Regions from separate parts of the Sus scrofa genome. Here region 1 is linked to region 2. The links are chromatin contacts, called in public HiChIP or PLAC-seq maps. All regions are on one chromosome and are shown on one strand. The core of a region is the stretch at or near the end of the contact, and the rest is flanking DNA. Distances in the headings are between cores, read along the strand shown.

Evidence for each region. HiChIP or PLAC-seq counts read pairs in DNA pulled down with a chosen protein or histone mark.
Region 1: a contact with region 2 is called in an H3K27ac HiChIP or PLAC-seq map of alveolar macrophages. The contact joins the promoter of SOD2 here to the promoter of SLC22A1 in region 2. A contact is called at or near these places in 1 of 47 Hi-C or Micro-C datasets (embryonic fibroblasts) and 1 of 2 datasets of contacts at active chromatin or transcription factors (alveolar macrophages).

The regions. Positions count from the first base shown.
Region 1 is chr1:7,676,872-7,683,013 of Sscrofa11.1, forward strand. SOD2 (superoxide dismutase 2) reads left to right here and starts at 2,481. Exons shown (of 5, transcript NM_214127.2): 1 at 2,481-2,822; 2 at 3,177-3,379. The coding sequence starts at 2,800.
Region 2 is chr1:7,360,951-7,367,421 of Sscrofa11.1, forward strand. It overlaps SLC22A1 (solute carrier family 22 member 1), which reads right to left and starts at 4,579. Exons shown (of 11, transcript NM_001348975.1): 1 at 4,064-4,579. The coding sequence starts at 4,474.

The DNA of each region.
Region 1 (6,142 bases), core at 1,231-3,730, 310 kb after region 2:
GATTGAACCCCTATCCTCAGGGACACTATGTTGTGTCCTTAACCTGCTGAGCCACAACGGGAACTCCATCTTCTACCTAAATTCTGAGTGGAATCTGTTGAGTCTGCCATAAAGGATCTGTAAACAGGGGACAGCTGGGACCCACCTTTTGTCCCTCTTTCTTCATGGAAAGGAGGTGAGATGGTTGGTGCTCTAGAAGCTATTATAGATCATGAGGCAAATGAGGACAGAGATGGCATCTTGTTGACATCATGGCACTGTCACCCCAGCCCTAGACTACCTGCTCCAGATCTCTTTTGCACGAGGGAATACACTCCTGTGTTTGAGACACCGTGGGTGGATCTGTTAGTAGAATGTGAATGCAAATAATAAATGGCTCAAAATCATTTCATCTTAACCCACGTTTTGCTTCCTCCAGCCAATATGTTGGTCTAGACTGTGGCGGGTCTGCAGATGGCTGTGAAGTAGTCTTGGGAAGTTTATGGAAGGGAAATTCCTCATAGTGGTGCCCTGATGTGGCAGGTGACCTCCTGAGCTGGCTGGAGGCATCTGGGACAGACCCTGGTCAACTATAATCCATCTCCTTGGGCCAACTGAAGGAGTACTTCTTACAGTGGTCAACTACAAAAGAAAAAGAGGCCTGTTTATGGAGTGTAAGAAATTTCTCAGTACCTGCTGTACCCTCCCCCCACCCCCGAACCCTTGGTCTCAATCCCAGTTGCTCTCAGAGTTGGAGTAGTCTTCTGGAAGGATGTAGCTGAGGCAGATATGATGTTAGAGTCACTTTTACTTGACTGCAAATGTCACTTTTCGACACCCCAATCTTTACTGCTTGCTCAAAAGGGCATGTCCTGGGGGTGTGTGTTAATTTCAATCTCAAAGTGTCATCATTTGTTCAAAGAACATCGATTCAGCCTGATGGGGCTCAGTCTCCTTAGAGTGATATTTTGTTCTTACTAGAACTAGCCCTTTTATTAGTGACTGATCTGTCACTGAATTCTATTGTTTCATCCTGCTAAGTGGCCCGTTTTTCTGGTTCCTACAGCTAGTACCCTAAAATCGGCTCTGAGTATCTCATGCTAGGATTCTTGCAACAGCTTTCTAACTAGCCTGTGCCTCTAATTAAGGTGCAGACTCCCTTGCCTGAAAAACTATTTTCAGTGTGCCTCATTTCAGCTAAAATGCTCCTCAGTTTCCCATTACTAAGCACATGTTTGAGATTTATTTATTATGGCCGCACCTGAGGTATACGGAGGTTCCCAGGCTAGGGGTCGAATGGGAGCTGCAGCTGCCGGCCTACACCACAGCCATAGCAACATTGGATCCAAGCTGCGTCTGTAACCTATGCCATGGCTCATGACAACCCCAGATCCTTAAGCCATTGAGTGAAGCTAGTGATTGAACCTGCCTCTTCGTGGACACTATGCTGGGTTCTTAACCCACTGAGCCACAATGGGAACTCCCTATGTTCGAGTTTTAAGGACATCTGTCACCTGGTCCCAACCTGAAATGCCTCATTCCTCCGATCACATACCCTTACCTTCACCTGACTATCAGCCAACCCCACCTTCTTGCTGTGAAGCCTTGCTCAGTGGTTCCCCTTTGCTGTCCCCTAGTCATGCCAAAGCCTAGTCATCCTTGGGTCATGGGTGGGGTGAGGGTGGAAGAAAGTAACTGACATCCTATTCAGCACTTTTTAATCTGTTTCCTTTTATATTATTCTGTTCAGCGAAGACCCAACTCAGGCCAGTGTAAAGCCTTCCTAACTTCTATTCCTAGCTTCTATACAGGGAGGATTTACACAATGCAGGATTGTTTTTTTAATTGTTGACAAAGCACTTAATACTTGGAGCTCATTAGATATATGACACCTCGCAGGAAAGACTCCTCCGTTGTACTTTTATATTCTCCCAAAGACGCTCAAGACCTCGCTGCTAAGGCTTAATAATCAAGACAGTATGAATTCTGGATTCTAATCCAGACTCTTTCACTTACTAACGGTGTGACCAGGACAACTTGCCTAACTTCATAGAGTTTATTAACAGTTGCCTGGAATCAATGATACCTACCCTAAGGGTGAAATAAATATAATTGTAAACCATGCAGCTCAGTCCCTGCCACATCCTGGGTGCTCAGTAATACTATTATCAGGCCTGGCGGAGGTCCCAAGGTCAGTTTACTCGGAAAGCAAGGTCACTCTGGGCAGTGGTTGGAGGGGCACTGGCCCTACATCTTAGCAGCGCCAGGGCCGGCCTTCCAGGGGGACCTTGCCCTCTGGAGCAGGTCGCGTGACCCAGAGGCTTCCCCCCCACCGCGGTGACAGGGAAGAAACCGGGACGCTAGTGCAGGAGCACAACGCCCTTGCTTGTCCGCGGGCAGAGTCCCCCACCTGCAGGCCCTGCAGGGCCGCGCCTTCGTGCGGAGGAGGGGGAGGCTTAGGGCCATACCATCTCATATGAGGGGGGGACTGCGACCTTCCATTTGGCAACACGCTCGGAAGCCCGGCAAGAAGGGGCACCACGTTCGCGCGGCAGCTGGAAAAAGTGCAGGTGCCCCAGTTCTTGCGTCCCCTGAGCCCAGAACGCGGGTGCGGCGCGGTCGGGCAGAGCCCGGGGCTTCCCCCCCCCCCGCCCCCGGATTGGAAACGGCGGAAACAGGGGGCGGGGCCGAGGCGGGCGTAGGGGGCGGAGCCACGGCGGCGGCTATGTCCTTGTAGCGCGTCTCGGGACACGAGTTCAGCCGGTCGGTCCGAGCAGCCCGGCGGCTGGAATTCTGAGGGTCCAGCGGGCGGCGATCACCATGTTGTGCAGGGCGGCGTGCAGGTGAGCGCCGGGCAGCGGGAGCAGCCGGGACAAGGCCCGCCGAGCCGCCCGCCCGCGCTTCTGCCTCCCCGCTCGCGCCGGCCCCGCGGCGTCCAGAGCACTTTGGGGGCCCAGGCGTTACGGAGACGCTGCGGGCGGCCGGGCCTCAGGGCAGGTGTCCGCTGAGCACGTCCAGGTGCCGCCGAAGCGCTGGACCTCAGCGTTAATTTAATGCTTCCAAGACTGGACGGCTAGCGGGCCAACGATAGGAAGGCCAGGGTGCGCGGGTCCTTCCAGCCGGGTCTGCGGAGACGGGCACGCGGCTGAAAGGGAGCTGCCCGCTCGAGCAGATCCGGCTGTTTGCTTTCTTTCCAGCTCGAGCAGGAATCTGGTGCCGGCTTTGGGGGTCCTGGGTTCCCGGCAGAAGCACACCCTCCCCGACCTGCCGTACGACTATGGCGCCCTGGAGCCGCACATCAACGCCCAGATCATGCAACTGCACCACAGCAAGCACCACGCGGCCTACGTGAACAACCTGAACGTCGTGGAGGAGAAGTACCAGGAGGCGCTGAAAAAGGGTAGGTGCCCAGGGGCCCTGCTTTGAGAAGCTGGCCGCGGGGAAGGGTGGCCGCGAGGCGTGTCTCGGTACGGAGATGCCCCTCGGTTCGTAGAAGCGCTTCACGTGTTTGTGCTTTGACTCAGGGGGTGGAATTCACGTGGGGAACATCGGTTGCCTGGGCAACTGAGACAGGCTCGCGTCGAATTGCTATGATTTGCAATTTGCTGAAAATATAATAGGGAGTATTTTTGACAAAGAGCGCAGGTGACAAAACCAGTAATGCGGAGACTTTTTTGTGCTTTGCGTCAGGGGGTTATGTATGGGGCTACTGGGTTTTAACGTTTCTATACAAAAGAGTATTTCACTTTCTTAGCTAACAGTCGTGGTTTGCACGAGGGAAATAATTGACAGCCCTGTTTCCAGGCTGTATGTATGGCTGAAGCTACGCAGTTACAAGTGTATTTTTTTCTTAAATATGTCTTTATTGAATTTCAGTTCTGTGGAATTCGTCGAGTAAATTTTAGACAGTGACATCTTTAAAAAAATTATTGTCTTGCAGTTTCGTTGATTTACAATGTTACATTAATTGCCGCTCTCCAGCGGAGTGATTCACTTATACACATACATATATTCTTTTTCATATTCTTTTTCATTAAGGTTTATCACAGGATATTGAGTATAGTTCCCGTGCTATGCGGTAGGACCGTGTTGTTTCTCCATCCTGTGTATAAGAGCTTGCACCTGCTGACTCCAAACTCCCAATCCCTCCCTCCCCAACTCCCATCCCCCTTGGCATGTGAGTTTGCGAGTCTGGTTTGTAGATCACTTCTCGGGACGGTGACATCTTGCTGACTGGGGGCATCTAGTGGAAAAATGCAGTATTTCAGCCTGTGCATGACGTAGTTAAGTAAACGAAGAGAAGAGGAAGTTACCATGTTCTGGAAGATTTTCCTGTGACCCTCAGAGGGACCTCAAATTGGGGAAAGGAAGGGTTTGAGTCCGGGAAAAGGCTCTATGATTGAGGAAAAAAACAAACGCGGGAAGAATGTGGTAATAGGGAGGGGATGGGTAAATCCCAGTTGTGAAAGTATTTCCTCCGTGACAGCAGCTGACAGCCCCAAATCTTTCTCTTCAAGAGTTTACAAACAGCTTAATCTCAGCCCTTTTCTTGTGCAATCAAAGCTTCACTTGTTTAATGAAAGCCACTTAAAAAAAGGTTTTACTATGTTTACAAGGTTTTACATTGTACTGTGTTGCCTATTATTATTATTGTAGTTATATTTTCTTTATATGTATATATTTTAATGTAATATTTATTTTATCTATTTTATTATTTTACATTAAGTTATTATTTCTAGAGTTTCCTTTAGAATATATTTAAAAATCATTGAGTTAAATTTTCATGTTTGAAAATTGTGGAAAAAAGAATATAAGGAAAAGAATATTATTAATCTTACCTCATGTGTCATAAAGACTTTTCAAACAAAAATACTTTTATCATATTCAACAGAGGGGAAAAAAAACTGATATGAAACCAAAGAAACTGTTGAGCTTCAGGAAAGTTTTTTTTTTTTTTTTTTTTGCCTGTTTTTTTAGCGCCACCCCTATGGCATATGGAAGTTCCCAGGCTAGGGGTCAAATCAGAGCTGCAGCTGCTGGCCTACACCATGGCCACAGCTTATGGCAACACCAGATGCTTCCCCACTGAGCAAGGCCAGGGACTGAACTTGTATCCTCATGGATACTAGTTGGGTTCATAACCCACTGAACCACAACAGAAACTCCAGAAACGTGTTCTTAAAAGCAGATATTAAACCCCCCAAATTTCTATTAAAATTAAAAAATGATTAAATAAACTTTTAGAGATTGAGATTAAACTAGTTCTCAATAAACATGTTTCTTTCCTATTAGACATATTTAGTTATCGTTGACTTATTAAAAAACAACATAAAGCCAACAGTTATTTTTAGGGTGATTCCTCAAGAAAAATTAATAAGGGAAACACTGATCTGTAAGAAGATTATTTTCTAAACATAGCAAAATTCGACCTCTTATTTATTTATGTATTTTTGGCTGCGGCATGCGGAAGTTCCTGGGCCAGGGATTGAACCCATGTCACGGCAGCGATCTGAAGCACGGCAATGGCAATGCCGGATCCGGATCCTCCTGAACCCACCAGGCGAACTTTGCGGGAAGCTCTGAAAGTTGACATCTTGAACAGAACTCTCAGATTAGCTGTGTATTCAGATGGCGCTGGTCCTCCGTCCTTGTGAATGGCTAACAAACCGGATGTTCGTTGTTTGAGAAAGCGGCGTTTCTTACGTGTGTTCTGTTCTCACAACACAAGTAGAGAACTTGTGCTACGTCAGCTCCCCAAGGGCGGGGCCGCCAGGGGGGCTCTGTGCCCTTCACTTTGCCTCTTGGTACCTTGTGAGTCATAAGCATTTATTACTGAATAAGGGAATTCCCATTTTTCCTAATAGTTCCGTTGGCCGGCGGTGTCTGGAAGGCACAGGAAAAAATATTTTGCCTATTTGTTTGGCAAGTTGGAAAAAACGGCTTCACTATGACCCTCTTTTGAAGTATAGATGTCAGAGTTGTTTTTTTCCGTAGAAACTCCATTCCGGGTTGGTGAGGGCCTGCCTCGTGGGAGGCGGTATGTTGGGCTGCGGGCCGTGGCCACGCACAGCGGTCCTTGTCCCCCCTGGAGCTTCCCTTCTGGCCGGGAGACAGGAACAGGAGCACGGGTCGAATGACAGGGGAAGTGGGCTGGGAGGGGGCG
Region 2 (6,471 bases), core at 3,329-5,828:
CCTACACCACAGCCACAGCAACGAGGGATCCAAGCCGTGTCTGCGATCTACACCACAGCTCACGGCAACACCGGATCCTTAACCCACTGAGCAAGGGCAGGGATCGAACCCGCAACCTCTTAGTTCCTAGTCAGATTCGTTAACCACTGCGCCACGACGGGAACTCCCAAGAGGATTTTCTGTGTGAACCAGATTTCACCAAAGCCACGGGGCACTGGGATTTTTTTTTTTCTGTGGTATTGAAGTATAGCTGACTTACAATGTTGTGTTAGTTTCAGGTGTAGAGCAAGGTGATTCAGTTATTTATATATATATATATATATAAATTAACTTTTATATATATACACATATAAATATTCTTTTTCAGCTTCTTTTCCCATACAGATGACAAGATATTGAACTCTCTCTCAATATCTAGAGTTCCCGAAGCTGTACGGTAGGCCCTTGCTGCTTACCTATTTTGCATATACTCGTATGCATACGTTACCCCAAACTCCTAATTTATCCCTCCCCCGCATCCCCCTTGGTAACCAGTAGGTTTGTTTTCTATGTCAGTGAGTCTGTCCCTATTTTATAAATAAATTCATTTGTATCATTTTTTGAGAGTCCACATTTAAGGGCTGTCTTGTATTTGCCCGTCTCTGACTTCACTTAGCATGATCCTCTAGCTCTAGGGCCATCCAGGGCACTAGTTTTTGGCCATTTGGCTGACTCTTTGCAGTCGGCGTCTCTGGAAGATGCCCCTGCCGTGGGGATGTGGGGAAGCCAGAGCCCTGGCAGAGCTGGAGGAAGGGGCATCCGGACTTCGCCGCTAACTCCGCCTCCCCTGAGAACCCAGCCCCGAGCTATGCTGAGTATCTCTGTCTGGAGGCACCTGCCAGGCTTGTAGAGCTGCCAGCCCCCTGTGCACCCAAACTTACCCAGCACGGCCCCCAGGCACCTCTGTGCCACAGGGAGACAGACCCAGCCCCCAGGAAAGCCTGGGGCTGCACAGAGAGGTTCTCCTAGACCCAGCCTTGTGGTCCAACACAGCCTGTAGGGCCACAGACGTGGTTGGCCAAGCTCCCCAGAATCACCCAGAGCCCTCATTAGAATAGAGGTTCCCACAGGTCTTGCCCCAAAGACCACGGACCAGGATCCAAGTGACACCTGGGATCAAAAGTATTGGGAAACGGTGCATAAGCACCCCCTCCCCTCTGTCTGAGGCCCTTCTGGGGGGCGGGGGGGAGCCGTCTGGCTGGGGCGGGGGGAGCGCTGAGCTGCACTGAGCAGACACGGCCTCCTGAAGGGGGTCCGAACTTCAGGGCCACACACGCCTCTGCCCCCGGTGCCTCCTGACATGTGTCCCCAGGACATGGAGCTGGATATTCAAACAGTTGGCTCACTGCCCTCCCTTAAGCAAGTTCAAAGGTCCAAGGCCAAGTTAAAGATTATTTCTGCAGAAATGAGTAACTCAGGCGAATGTCCCCCCAAAATAAGCTGCGGCTGAGGATGCAGAGAGGAGGCAGAGGTTTTCGGGAGCCACCCAAGGGGAATGAAAGCAGAGCCCCTTCCCCCCAGGAGCCAACTCCCCCTGTATCGAATCGCCTTCCAGGACCTCCAGCTCAACCCCCCCTTCTCTGGTCCTGTCCCCGGATGATCCCTGTCCCCCAGCCCCCGCCCTTCCCCCTCTCAGTCCTCACCGACGCTTGGATCCTGGGTCACCGGGAAGCCCCTCCCGTCACCACAGTCAGCCAATCGGCTCTAAAGCTCTTGGGGTCCTCTTGCCCGGTCCCCTCTCCTCTGCTGCCACCCCCCCGGCCCAGGCCCCCACTAGCCAGGCTCCCCCACCTGCTCCAACCGCCACTCGCTCTGTTCCAGCCTCAGTTTTCCGAGGCTTGCTTCCCGGCATCCCCCTCCCAGCAGCCAGAACCTTCTGGCAAACTGGCCCCCTCCTCCCCAACCAGCAAAGACCTATATCCCTAAACAGGTCCTTCCTTTCACTCCTGTGACAGCCATGTGGGTTGATAGTCCTCGGCCGGGCTCATGGCTTGGCCTCCCCCAAGCCCCCACCCCAGCCCTGGGGAAGCCCCCACCCCAGCCCCGTTTTGCCTCTAGACCATTCTCAAGGTCCAGCCAGCATCATCTTCCTCCTCTGCCTAAATAACACCAAGCTCCCTCCTTTGGCACGAAGGTAGTGTTGCCAGATTTAGAGAAAACAAAACAAAACAGGGTGCCTGGTTGAATTGGAATTTCAGATAAAAAACCCCACTTTTTTAGCATAAGTATGTCCCCTGCAATATTAGTATTCCCAGCCTCTGTTATCACAGCTAATGTGGGGCAGCACCTGGGACGAATTAGCCTAAAAAAGTGTTCCTTGTGTATCTGAAAATCAGGTTTCCTGGCGTCCTGATTTTATCTGGTGACCTGATGTAAGGTCTCCATGCGCCCCCCACGACCCCTGTACTGGACCCCGAATCCAAATCACTTTAATAACTCATTGCTCTCCTCCCGTCCCGCCAAGCCTTGGCTCTGCTCCCCGACCCACCCCCTTTCCTGCTCAAAATACCACCCAAGGCTCCATTCAACTGCCACCTCCTTCTGGAAGACCCCTCCCCCCACCCCCCACCCCCCTCCCCAAGGATCAGCTCAGCAGGTAAGATCCCCTCCTTAGAGCCCTCAGCCCCTCTGCCTCTCTCCATGTCTCGCACGAGGTCTGGGATGCTGGTCTCTTTCTCACCACCCCATCCCTCCCTCACTCCCTGGAGACCGCACACTCCTTGAACCGCATAGGTTTTTCCTGCCTCCCTCCTGGCATCACGCCAGTGCCAGAACAGAGGGAACCAGTGCGCATTTCCTGAATGGGGAGATGGAGGGTGAACGGATGAATGAATGTTCACAGAGAACAATATTTCCTCCAGATTCCCAGCGAGAATAGTGGTCGGCCTGGTACCCCGGGGGCGCCAGGCTCCCATTGGCCATCTACTGTTGGAGGACGCCTTGGAGACCAGATGTTTGTGTGATGTGTATAAAGAAGTTGCACCTGCACCTGCTCCTCCCTTGGGGGATGGGGGGGTGGCGCCTCCATATCCTGCCCCCCCTTCACCCCAGACAGTGAGCTGGTGACGCTGGAGGAGGGGACAGGGCGCTTTCCTCCAGCCACAGCCCGGATGTGTCAACTCTGAGACCGCTAAGTTACCTGGTTTCAGGTGAGCAGTGCCCCCACCAAAACCAAGCTTTGCTAACAGAGAGACTCTCAGGAGTTTGGGCCTGTGGCTTCAGCAACTGACTTTGAAGCCAGTTTGCAAGCACCCATGCTCATCACAGTGCAACACTTTCAAAAGTGTCCACGAAGGAAAAATAATCTGATGGCTTTTTCTAAAATGTTCTCAAAGCCAAAGCTCAGGTAACCCAGTAAGCTGTCCGGGCAAAGCCCTTTGCGCCATCACCTTCTCCGGTGGGACGTCCAGAGGACACCCAGTGCAGCTCGGCTTGTCTGCCCCACACCCTCACGGTGCTCGGCCAGCCCCTGTGATCACCAGGTCATATCATCACTGGTTGACGGATGAGGAAATAAGGCTCAGAGAGGCTGAGTCACCACCTCACTGACACTCAGCCGGTCTGGGCATGGCCGGGATTCAGGGTGACTCCAGGACAGCTTCCGCGCCACCTCAGAGGCCAGTGCTTGGGTGTCACACATCCATGACTCTAACGGAGGGGGCCTCTAGGTTCTAATGGTGGGGGAGCTGGACCCGAGGCGAATTCGGCAGGCCCTTGGAGAAACCAGGGGTGCAGAAAGAAGAGGAACCCACGTCCCCAGAGACCGGGTCCTAACCATCCAGCTCAGCCTGGCTCTCGATGGCCTCCCTGACCCTCGGTTTCGTCTTCTAACACCCAGAGTCTGTGGGGATTAAGCAAGGGAAGGATTCTGAGCACCTGGGACAGTGGCTGCCACCTGCTGAGGCTCAGAGGACACAAGCCCTCTCTCCACCTCCTGATTGAAACTGAACCTTGTAGGGTTTGTCACATATGTCCCCCCCTGCTCCTGAAACCCACACGCCCCCCCAGTGCAGGACTCGCTCACCTCGGTGACAATGGAGGAGCCGGGCGTGTCATACACCCAGCCATACTGACAGGGGCCCAGCGGCAGGTGGCTGCTGTTGGCGGCCAGGCCGGCCAGAGGGTCCTCGCAGCCCAGGGTGCTCTGGTTCCAGTCCACCTCGTAGCGGCGGCACTGGCGGGGGAAGGCCTGGCCCGCTGGCCCCAGGCCCGGCACCGTGTAGTTCAGCTCCTCGGCCAGGCTCCAGCCGCATCGCTGGCTCAACTCGGCTACCCCGGGGCTCCGGCAGCGGTGGTCCGGGGTGAAGCCCAGGAAGACGATGCCCACGTAGATGGGGGCGAATGCAACCGAGGTCAGGCACAGGTTCAGGAAGGCTTGCTTCTGGAACCAGCCAAACTCCCCGACCTGCTCCAGGACATCATCCACAGACGGCATGACGGGGCCACCAGCCTCATCGCTTTGACCAGAGCGCTCTGGCCACAGGGCCCAGGCTCCGAGCGTCCCGCGAGTTTCTCCGCGATGGGCTGGTCTAAAATCAAATTGCTATCTAAGCAGGACACCCCTGGAAGCCAACCATTGGGGGAGAACCTTTTACCCCGCGGTGCAGGGTTCAGGCAAAGGTGGAAGGCAGGTGTGTTTGCTGCCAAAGTGTTTACTGGGCCTGGGAGCAAACTCAGCACTCAGGGCCTAATTCTGTTGAGTCAGAGCTCACAGAGCGAGAGGAGAGAGTGAGGGAGCCTCGAAACCTCCCCGCCATCTCTTTCGGACGCTTCCAAAGGGATGATCTTTTCAAACTTTTTTTTTTTGCCTTTTTTCTTTTTAGAGAAGCACCTGTGGCATATGGAGGTTCCCAGGTGAGGGGTCAAATCAGAGCTGCAGCTGCTGGCCTATACCACAGCCACAGCAACACCAGATCTGAACCGCGTCTGTGACCTACCCCACAGCTCATGGCAACGCCGGATCTTTAACCCACTGAGCAGGGCCAGGGATCGAACCCCTAACCTCATCATTCCTATTTGGATTCGTTTCTGCTGCGCCACAACAGGAATTCCTTAAACATTTTTTATAATCTAGATACACCAAAGCAGCAGGCTGGCTGCCAGGCACAGCCATGGACCCATCACTGCGGCTGGCCTCTGAAGCCAGGTGGTGTGGGGGTCTGACCTGGGTGATGGGTGAGCAGATAAACCCTACATCCTTGTCCCAAAGCAGGACAACCTCGTTCCCCAGGACCTGCATGGGACTCCACCAGGCGTCACTACCTCCCCAGCAGACTCCCTGAGCTCCAGGCCACCTTCCCTGGGACGAACTGAGAGTGGGGCCAGGTGGCCCTCACTGTCACCCTGTCCACAGGGCCATTCCTTCTATTTTGTTTTCCTCTAACACCAGCGGGCTCCAAGTAACAGCATAAATCAGTTTTATTGAATGTGATTCACAAACTGGTCAAAATACAAAATAGAAAAAGATGTAAAAAAACACGACTAGCTAATAATTCGCAGCCTCACTTCGGCTTTCCCTCTGTCTTTAGGGAAGATGTTCTAGTTCCCCAGTTAAGGACGTGCCTCCAGGCTGAGCGCCCGAGGCTTTCCAGTGTCTGCAGGGCCAAGGTGCTGACACGCCCAGCTGGGCCATCCGGACTTTCCTTCAAATCCTGACACCCACAAGCAAGCCCAGCCCTCCCCTCACTCCCACTGCTTCCAGAGCTGGAGCTCGCTCCAGACGGTGACTTTTGCGGGAAGCTCCCGGCTCCAGGACCGCGCCCGCCTCACCTCTCCAGCCCCGCCAGCCACTAGGGCCCAGCCGGGCTGCCCAGCCCGGGGCCACGCAGCCATGGCCATAGCCACGCGTTCTGTTCTGCAGGAGGCTTGGCTGCGGACGGACCCAGGACTACCGAGTTCACCTGGAGAAAGCAGCAGCTGTATTGTGCAGCCCCCTGTCAGGGGAGCCTTCAAAGCTGCGCAAGCGGTTTTCATCCATGTAACCTTGTCCTTCCCCAGCCTGCGATGCACACTGTCCCCTTGCGACCTGATCCCCAGGAAAGGAGGTAAGACACCCATGCCCATCGTTTTTGAACTTGTACAAAGAGCCCGACTATCCCCAAGTCCTCCTCTCAGTGCCCGGAAGGGCAGCCAGCCTCCCTCGGGCATCATCGTGAGTCGCGGACGTCAGTGGTTGGTGGGGAAGTGGGGTTTGGCCACGTTTAGAAAGTTCTTGCTGGGAGCAGGGCTTCGGCTTTCCAGGGATTTCCTTAGCACGGGGTTTGCCTAAGCAGCGCCCTTACCCTCCACCTGCTCAATTTCACTGCCATTCAGTGGACAGTCTCACAAAAAATGGGGGGGGGGGCTAAAAAATTTGGTTAAAAGGAAACTAAATTAGGCTTGTACTCTTATGGATAAAATTGCTTTTTTTAGGAGTTCCCATTGTGGCGCAGT